Regions from separate parts of the Mus musculus genome. Here all the other regions are linked to region 1. The links are chromatin contacts, called in public HiChIP or PLAC-seq maps. All regions are on one chromosome and are shown on one strand. The core of a region is the stretch at or near the end of the contact, and the rest is flanking DNA. Distances in the headings are between cores, read along the strand shown. Region 1 overlaps Runx1 (runt related transcription factor 1). Region 2 has its middle 75 kb from the start of Gm41499. Region 3 has its middle 81 kb from the start of Gm30474.

Evidence for each region. HiChIP or PLAC-seq counts read pairs in DNA pulled down with a chosen protein or histone mark.
Region 2: a contact with region 1 is called in an H3K27ac HiChIP or PLAC-seq map of microglia, with 6 times the contacts expected there. The contact joins two enhancer-like sites. A contact is called at or near these places in 1 of 484 Hi-C or Micro-C datasets (bone marrow-derived macrophages) and 6 of 115 datasets of contacts at active chromatin or transcription factors (bone marrow-derived dendritic cells, bone marrow-derived macrophages, embryonic stem cells and 2 more).
Region 3: an H3K27ac HiChIP or PLAC-seq map of microglia shows a contact between it and region 1, with 4 times the contacts expected there. The contact joins two enhancer-like sites. A contact is called at or near these places in 4 of 115 datasets of contacts at active chromatin or transcription factors (embryonic stem cells, microglia and pancreatic cancer cells).

The regions. Positions count from the first base shown.
Region 1 is chr16:92,674,108-92,677,203 of GRCm38.p6, forward strand. The region is part of intron 4 of Runx1 (runt related transcription factor 1); the gene reads right to left. Among named protein-coding and RNA genes, the nearest start is that of Gm30224, 80 kb to the left of the region's middle. Within about 2 kb of position 1,779, at least 56 of the 459 cell types and tissues checked have an H3K27ac peak or open chromatin away from gene starts, as enhancers often do. A contact at or near this core is called in bone marrow-derived dendritic cells, bone marrow-derived macrophages and microglia, where this site is marked.
Region 2 is chr16:93,029,942-93,033,309 of GRCm38.p6, forward strand. No RefSeq gene overlaps it. Among named protein-coding and RNA genes, the nearest start is that of Gm41499, 75 kb to the left of the region's middle. Within about 2 kb of position 1,855, at least 65 of the 459 cell types and tissues checked have an H3K27ac peak or open chromatin away from gene starts, as enhancers often do. A contact at or near this core is called in bone marrow-derived dendritic cells, bone marrow-derived macrophages and microglia, where this site is marked.
Region 3 is chr16:93,049,889-93,053,045 of GRCm38.p6, forward strand. No RefSeq gene overlaps it. Among named protein-coding and RNA genes, the nearest start is that of Gm30474, 81 kb to the right of the region's middle. Within about 2 kb of position 1,588, at least 16 of the 459 cell types and tissues checked have an H3K27ac peak or open chromatin away from gene starts, as enhancers often do. A contact at or near this core is called in microglia, where this site is marked.

The DNA of each region.
Region 1 (3,096 bases), core at 529-3,028:
GGCCCGTCCCTGACAACGGCTTCCAGGTAGCCAGAGGCACATCTCGGTGCTCAGAATTACAGAAGCTGCAAGCTCTGCTCTCCACCCACCCAGGCCCGTGGTTGCTCAGACACAGCCCTGCTTGGCCAGCACCTGCAGACGTGGGAGCTAGGGCCTCCAGCGCACATGTGTTGTTAGCCAAATTCCCTTATTAAAATGACCTATGGGCTTGGTATTTTAAGTACATGGGCGTGGAGAGTGAAACACTCTCAAGTGTTTTTCTCCGCCGTAACTTGCAGCCGCCAGGAGAGGAGAGACTCACAAGGGACCGACCTAGAGGAGTACCGGTCAGCAAAATAACACTCGCTTTCCTGGGATCTTCAGGGTCTAAGGCAGGGCAGAGAGACTGGGCTGTCCAAGACTTCATGTTTTAGTCTGTTGCCTGATGGGAGACCCCGCTTTCCCAGAAACCCTGGCTGGCCAGGACATAGATCACTTTGGTGCTGATCAGGGGCATTGGCTGGAGGCAGAGGCTTTTGGTGGTAGAGGGGCAAGCGGTAAGCCACTGATGCTCTGAATCATCCAGCCAGTGAGAGGGCCGACAGAGAGGGGGAAGCCTCGAAATCTTTATTCTGCTCCTGGTACTGAAGGAACCCGCCGCATCAGCTTCAGTGGATGGCTGTGATCCCAGAGGACTGATATTTGACAGGAGTGACAAGAGGGCTGAAGGCAAGAGGAAGGAGCATCAAAAAAGAAAGACCAGGGGAAGAAGGGGGAAGTCTGGACTCAGCCAAGCATCCAGAGACAAAGCTTGCTCAGAACATTCCAGAGCTGGAAGTACATAGGGAGAGGGCTAAGTGTGAGAGCTCAGCAACCCAGTATACCCGTGTTCGAATCCCACTCGTTGCCTGTACAGTCATACTCAAGGGCAACTTTGTTACTGTCTCACAGCCCTAGCTTTCTCTTCTGCAAAATACAAAGTGGTAACAGCTTTTGTGAGCTGCCCAAGGACACCTGATGGGGGAGGAATTGGGGAAGAGGAGGAACGCTCAACAGGTGTCAGAATTGCTGCTCAGACTGATTTCTACTTGAACTTGGCGGTTCATGGCTGCATCACCAGCTGGCCACCCTTTAAGGCATGACAGCGAGGGGCTGATCCACTATATAAACAAGCCAAGACAGCAACATGTGGCGTCCTCCTCGACGCCAGTCTGCCCATCCAAAGGGCAGAACAAAATACGAACTGCTTTATTTAGTTGGAAAGAAGGTCACGGGGTGAGCCTTCCTGGACACTTGCTGGGGCTGTGGGGCATGCTTTGCAAGGCCAGGCAGTCCCAGGGCCTCAGGGGAGGACTCAGTGGTGGACACTGACAGCCCTGGGGTCTAATACAGAATCAGCAGGACCCTGCCTCTCTGTCTAGCCTGAGACACACTGCTTCCCTTTGCATGTAGCAAATGACTAAACTGCAGGATCAAGATACTATAACACTGTATATGGCTTCCCCTAGGAGGGCTGAGGGCAGGAAGCAAAAAGTAAGCAAGAAGATAGGTGGCTGAAGATCACTGCTTGCCCAGGCTCTAAACATCACTACATTCCAGCTTGACCCCTGCCCCGCCCTCCAAGCCCGTTGGCCTCCAGTCTCTTGCTGGGAGCCCGCTGCCCTTCTTGGCCTGTGGGTGGGCTGCTCTATCCCCACCCCCCACCCCCCGTTCTCAGTGGCTCCGTAACTCTCATTCTCCTTGGTGTAGGTTGGGACACATGAGTCATCTTCTCCTTTTGGGGACTGTTTCTGGGGATGTGAAACTTGCCCTTTGTCACGAAAAGGAAGATTACACATGCAAAGGATCTTCTGCCCGGGGGATGTGGGGTAGCCATTTTCCTTAAGCAGTACCGGTAACATCCCTCTCTTTGTGTCTCTCTGAGGGAACCTTCTGCACAGTTGCTACTTTAGGCACCCCAAAGCAAGTGGAAGGAAACTTTCTTTTTAAAATGTTGCCTTTGAAAAATCAAAACAGCCAGGAAGGGCTGGGAGGGAGGTCTGCTCTTCACAAACTCAGGAAATCCCCGAAGATTCTCCAAGGTTACAGGGGACCGTAGATTATGCCATGTCCAATTCTGGGTACAAGTAACTCTGAGCATGGAAATGCACGCACCCAGGCCAGCGACAGGGCTCAGTGAGTGGAGGCCTGCGGCCAAGCCCAGCCACCTGAGTTCAGTCCCTGGCACCTATACTGAAAAAGGGGAGACTGGTTCCCACAAATTGTCCTCTGAGATCCACACATGTGTACACATGTGCAAGCCTAACCACACACACACACACACACACACACACACACACACACGGTTGGGGACTTTTTTTTTTTCCAAGGAAATGAATGCTCTCCCCCAGATTCCAGGGATAACTTCTGTGTTTGCAGGATATTCCCAGCATGCACTTAGCATTTCCCCCCTTATTTTCCCACCGGTGCTTCCTAACAGCCGGCACTTACACGTGTGTCCGTTCCATTTCCCTTCCTCTTGCTATTTCCACCATGATCTGTTGACGGTAGAGTTGCATAATTTACTTAGGGACTTATAGGCAGGACACAACCCATTGGACTTGCACAGCTTCTGTAGGCTGACTGATATTCGTGCGAAGAGCCCCTGTGTCCAGCTGGCCTGACCCTGTCCTGTCTGTGTCCATGTAGGCAGAATGCAGACCAGAGTCTCTGCTCTTGGCCAACGTCCAAGCCTCAAGAGCCTAACTGAAAACTTGAAGCACAGAACTCAGTTCTCCATAGAAACAACCTTTGCCTGGTTGTGCGGAGTGACCAGCAGTTTGAGAGTGAGCCATCCACTTGGAGAATGGGAAAGCCATGTGTGACATTCTCTGGAGTTCTCTGGAAGTGACTCAGTAGAGCTCAGGGGCTGGGCTTGGACCCTATTTGTGTCTTTTGTTCTAATGTTATTTAAATTAAATAGAGCAGGGCGCTTATACCCCACTTTAATCCCAGCACTAGGGAGGCAGAGGCAAGCAGATCTCTGTGAGTTTGAGGTCAGCCTGGTCTACAGAGTGAGTTCCAGGGCAGCCAATGTTACACAGAGAAAGCTCCAAAAACCAAACCCAAACAAAATAA
Region 2 (3,368 bases), core at 605-3,104, 360 kb after region 1:
TGCATGTGTGCCTGTGTGTGTGCCTAAGCATGCATGTGTGCCTGTGTGTGTTCATAAGCATGCATGTGTATCTGTGTGTGCACAAGCGTACATGTAACCATTGAGTTTCCTGATAGTCCTGATGTGTTGTTTTATTTCTAAGTGATAACATAATTATCCTGGAGGAATGCAAGTGACAAAACTTTCAATACGCCATAGCTTATTAAGGGAACTTAAGATGGGCAGGAGGGTTGGTTCAGCAGTGCACAACACTTGTTGATCTTGCAGAGGATGAAGGTTTGATATCCAGCAACTATGTGGCAGCTCATGACCAACTATTCTTGGGCATACACAATTCTCTTCTGGCTTCTGTGGGCACTGCACACACATAGCTTATATACACACATGCAGACAAAAAACCCTCCTACACATAAAATGAAAATTCTTATAAAAAGTGCACTGATTGCAAACATTTAGAAGTAAAATTAGAGCATGTTTCTTTTGGAATTGGAGCTCAGTTTCAAACTAAACCTAAGCCAGGCACTTGTCATACGTTGGATTGCTTCTTCCTAAAACAGTTATGCTGAAAGCTTCCAGCCCCACCTGTTAAATGTTTCTGTATTTGGAAAGAGGGTTTTCATAAATATAAGCAAATTGTCTTCAAAATGGACCCTTAGGAGCTGGGGAGATGATTCAGTGAGTAAGATGTGCACTACAGACTTGAGTTCAGAACCTCAACATCCCTAGAAAAAGGAGGCCAAGGCCACAACTACCTGCAATCCTAGCAGAGATAGGAGGATTCCTGTGGCCAGAAATTCTTTCCAAAATGCTGAGTTCCTGACCCAGCAAAAGGCCCTGCCTTAAAATATAGGATGTAGAGTAAGAGAGAGAAGCACCAGATAGCAACATCTGGCCTTCACAAGCATGCACACATACATGTATACACACATACACACATACATACACTCACACACACAAATGCACACACATGCATACACGCACAGGTGGGGCTGGAAGCTTTCAGCATAACTGTTTTAGGAAGAAGCGATCCAACGTATGACAAGTGCCTGGCTTAGGTTTAGTTTGAAACTGAGCTCCAATTCCAAAAGAAACATGCTCTAATTTTACTTCTAAACGTTTGCAACACACACACATGCATACACGTACACACACGCACAAATGCACGCACATGCACAAATGCATGCACACACAAAATACACATGCACAAACATATGCACGCATATCCATACATACAACTGCACACACATATGCACACCTGTTATGTGTGCATATGACATACACATGCACACATACACGTGTACACACACATGCACACACATGCACAAATGCATGCACACACAAATACACATGCACACACATATGCACACACACAACTGCATAATACAACTCTACACATATGGACACACTCATGCACACATACACATGTACAGACATGCACACACATATACACAATACATACACATATACATGCACACACATGCACACATATACACACATGCACACACATATACATACATGTACACACACACACACACAAAAGATGGTCCCTAATCTAAATATGTGCACAGACACACAGGTAGAAGGCCACAGTACAACCCAGAGACTGGGCAATGCAGCCACTTGAGGAGGGGTGCCAAGAATTTTCAATTACCGCAACCCCAGAAGATATCAGGAGTGGTCCAATCCATGTGGCCTGGCTCATGCCAGAATGTCAGAATTTTGGGAGAACTCTCTAACCCTCCCATGAGACGTCCATGGAATTTTAATATGGCGGCCCCATGTAGCTGATTCCAGGCTTCAGGCTGTGGAGGAAGGGTGTTGATGGAGAACTGATCACACACTTGGGGAAAGAGGAAGAGAAGTAAGTAGCTGTGACACAGGAGGGGTGATGTGTTCTGGAAAAAGAGGAAGTCTTGACGCATCTACTTTTCTTGTTTTCGTTTTCTTGGAATTCAAAATACTTAGAAAAGGGCTCCTGCAAAGTGCGTGTTGCAGGCAAGAAAATTGATCCATAAATCTGTCTGGAGGTCTAAAGTTTCATCAAAGTAGGTTAGACACTTTGTAAAACAGAACCAACCACTACAAAAATCACCAAGAGGAATGTAAGTCCATGCCACCAGCGTTGGGCTTTTAAAAGAAGGAACACATTTTAGGGAGTTTCCTCTTGGAACATTTCTCTCTGATTCTAACCTGTGGGCAGGATTGTCCTCCATTCTGCTGTCTCCATGGAAACAACACTTAGAGATCTTTATGTCAGCAGTGAATGAGACCAGGAGAGCATTAGGTAATAGTGCCTGGATGGCCACAGCAAGAAATGTGCATTATTTGCATAATCTACATAAAATGCTGTAGAGGGTGCTGGGCAGGTTTTCCAGTGAAGTCCTTCTCTTGTCCCTGAGAAGAAATGGAGGGGCCTCTTCACTGGCTGATGGACAGGACAGTCATGGCACAGGGAAGGGCAGGTGGCTCTGCTGCACTATGTCCCCAGGTAATGGCTGTGCACTGAGTCTGAGCATACTCACAAGTTCAATGCCAGACCTGGCCTCTGCTTCTGTTTTAGCCTAGGGCCTGCTTTTCCTTTTGATCCAGCATCCCATTGACTGAAATGAATAGTGCCTGCCCTCTACCAGAACATGGCCACTTCTCAGAGCATTAGCATATGCCAACAAAGGCAATCTATTTTCGAGTTAGTCTTTTTTATTCTTAGGAGGAGAAACCCATACTGCTTTTAGAGAGATGGACAGGTGGAGCTACTCCCAGAGAGATAAGGAGATCTTACAAGGATGCTTTCAGAGCAAGAGGAACTGGGGAGGTATGTCTCGGTTCCCTGTTAGGTGACAAGGGCCATGCCTTCGCAGGAGACTGACCACACTGACTCTCCTCAGTTCATGGCTTCCTTCCCTCTATCCCATCTTCCACATGCCCCTGGGTAAGGATGCCTTTCTCAAGGGTGAACAAACACCTTGATGGTTTCTGGTTCCCCATGGAACTACACTAACCCTATAGTACCTCTGCCAGGCAGAGCACACATTCTCAGATTTTAAATGGCCACAGCAAGCACAGTGCCAACCTCCATCTTCTCTTCATCTTCTACCCGTCAGAAACATGTCCCTTTGGTCACCCATGCTCAGATCACCACCAGCAAGGGCTGCAACTGCCCTGTCAGGTCTGTATTCCAAATCTGTAACGTCCATACCCTGGCAAAGGTCCTTGCCACTCCAAGGTCACCAGTGTCTATGTTTCTGCCAGAATGAGGCTAGCCTCAGTGGTACATGAACCCACTCCACCCTCCAGCTTAAAACCTCTCCACTGTTTCCCCAGGGGGATTAGCACTCCTGAGATCCCAGATAACTCCATCAGGCCACTGC
Region 3 (3,157 bases), core at 338-2,837, 380 kb after region 1:
AGGTCACTGAAAGATATTTTAAATAACAGAAAAGTGATTGAGGAAGATAGCCCTACTCTGGCCTGCACATGTGCCTTCACAGGTGAACACACCTGCATACCCAGCTGCAAGCTGACTCTCCCCCTACCACACACATATTCTCTCTCTCTCTCTCTCTCTCTCTCTCTCTCACACACACACACACACACACACACACACACACACACACACACACAGAGACAGAGACACAGACAGAGAGACAGACAGGCAGAGAGAGACAGACAGACAGAGAGACAGAGAGAGTCAAACAAAAGCTTATCCTAACATGGATCTCAACACCGCCTTTCCCCTCTGAGTGATGCTGTACATGAAAGGCCAGTCACAAAGGTACACGTTGCCACATCCTTGGGCTGCAATGTCTTCTAGGAAAGTCCATGCAAGCCAAGAAGAGCTGCACTCCTGAATTGCCAAGGTAAGCACAAGTGTAGAGAGGCCCCAACACTGACAGTGTGCTGGCAAGAAAGTATGGGGAACTGGCTTGCCAATCAGGATATCTATCTATCCATCTATCTATCACTATCCATTCATCCACTCACCCATCCATCCACCCATCTGCCCATCCACTTACCTACTTACCCAACCACTCAACCCACCCACCCGCCTGTCTGTCTGTCTGTCTGACTGTCTATAGCATTGAGCTTTCATGAGATAGGGTCTTACCATTAGCCCTGCTAACCTTGAACTGCAAATTCTGACCGACATGTAAAAATACATATCTCTGATATCTTCAAACTCTCTCAGGTCAGCTAATGGATCGGAATAGGAGCAGGGACATTGGAGAGGACTTTTACCCAGTTGCCAAACATTTTATTATTGTGATAATGCAAGTAATTTTAGAGAAGGTAGTCAAACTGTAACACATTTGAATGAGTGCTTTTGTTCTTAATCTTTAATTAAACACATTTGCTCAATTCTCTGCCACGAATAAATCATAGGATTCACACTATATGCTATTTTCCATGAGGCAAAATTGCCAGCTATTTATACAGGTAAGTAAAAATCAGTTATCTTCATTTTTACACATGGTAAATGATTGTAATAAAAAATTAATGTTTTTTTTTTTAGATCAAGAAGTTAGTTACACAATAACCCTGAGAGCGTATTCTTCTGCCCCTCTCTACTCTGGAGTCATGTTCCACTGTCAGGCTCCCACTGGTAGCAGACAGTGGGTTCTGAGAATACTTCTGTCTTCAATTTTCTTTTTTTGAGCTGGTAACATTTGTTTTCCCAGTTTCCTTGGCTGAACACTGTGCAGAATTGAGACATAACAAAATAACTGCAAGAAAGTATTTCCTGTAACTATGCCTGCAATGTCATTATATTCAAATAACCCACAAATTATAAACAAGGGTGGCTTTTCTCCTTCAGTGAAAAGACAAACAAGAGATTCACAATGTCACAGGCTCCAGATTGACACTGGAGGATAACAGAAGTGGAGACTCTTCTCTGCGAATGGAGCCCAAGCCCCACCACAGAGTAGCTAATGCTCAGAGAAATGGCCGCTGCACAGGATGTGTGGTATAAATAACCCATTGGCCAAGATGAACTTCCTTTTAGATCAGTCTCCTGATACTGGCACTGAGATAGGTCCCAGGGGGGGACTTAGTTAGGATACACTGACATCCCTGTCGTCTGTCTTCAGGACTTTGATGCCCTGTTGCGGGCTGACGGCTCGATGCTCACAGTTGGCTTCTCATGAGTGTGATGGATGCTGACTTCCACCTCCCACTCTTGCCCAGCCCACTGAACAGACACTCAGTAAATGGTTGTGGCAGGAATGAATGAATGGCCTCAGCAGAGCATCCAAAAGCATTGTCTAGCTGCCAAATGGATTTCTACTCGGAAGGCATGTAGATTCTATAGGAAGCCTGGCCTTCCTAGTTGGTCAGTTCCCTCCACAACTCCTCCTGAACCTGTCTCCTGAAGAAACTCATTCATCTGGCCAGGTACATGGTTGAAATCTTGTTATATACCACCCATAATTTCCTCGAAACAGTCTATTCCCCAAACCTAATTTCTTTCTGTGTTTCCTGCTTCATGCTACCAAATTCTATTCTACTTTGACTAGTTATCTTACACACATAAACATGGGTATGACATCTAAAATGTACACCCACCCACATGCATGTCTGTGTGTGTATGTGTGTGCAGAGGTATGCACACATGTACTGCAAGGTTCTGCATGTTTGTGCAGCTGTTTGCAGGAACATTGGTCTAGTGAAAGCATTAAAATAAGGGTCTACTAACCTACGAAGTTGGGACTAGAGAAGAGTTTAGGAGCCCTGGTTTCGACATAATAAAACATATCATATCCAACACATGTCAGCACTCAGATCAGTGACATACATGGTCTTGTGTATGGTCAAAAAGGGTCATTTCAGCAGGCATGTTTCTTAAATAAATATGCAATAAAACCTGAGCTGAGGTCAACCTATTGGCCAACCAAGGCACTGAGGAATGGTAGGCCTGGGGTGGGGAGGGCAGACAACCTCATTTCATTATGCCTGTTAACATCCGGAGGCTCCTGCTAGCTTTCCTGGGTCATGGTCATCCACTCCTCCACAGAGCAAAGTTTTGGCTTGGAGAGAAGGAGGAGAAACTGAGAGCTTTGCTGTCAGGTTTCTGAGGCAAGTTCCTCTTTATGCTCCTTGACAAAACCATGGGCGTGTCCCCAGGTTCAAAGAGAGGTGCAATGTGTTGAAGGTGTGCTGCTCCTTAATGTGCAAAAGCTTTGTACCTTTTTTTGGTTTTTGTTTTTTTCAGAAAATGTATGGACTGCATCAAGAAATGCTTTTAAATCATATATCTTGTGCCTTCACTACTAAACATTAAAGACTATGATATGATAATATTAAAATTAAGCATTAAAAGTGTACTATATCATTCTTAGAGATAATAAAAATATGCTAGACAGTACTATCCTCTGAAGGAAACCACCTCCTCTTCAGGAGTTAAAATGGGCGTGTTCAAAGTCATTACAGCTGTGTTTGTTATTGACATTCTCTCAGAGAAGGTGTTGTGGAGAGTCTTGGGACTCTCACTTTGAATATCCAACTGCCCCTCATAACACGTTGTATGCAATTCAGCCCTAATTGCATACAGTCTCTGAATCTCAGGG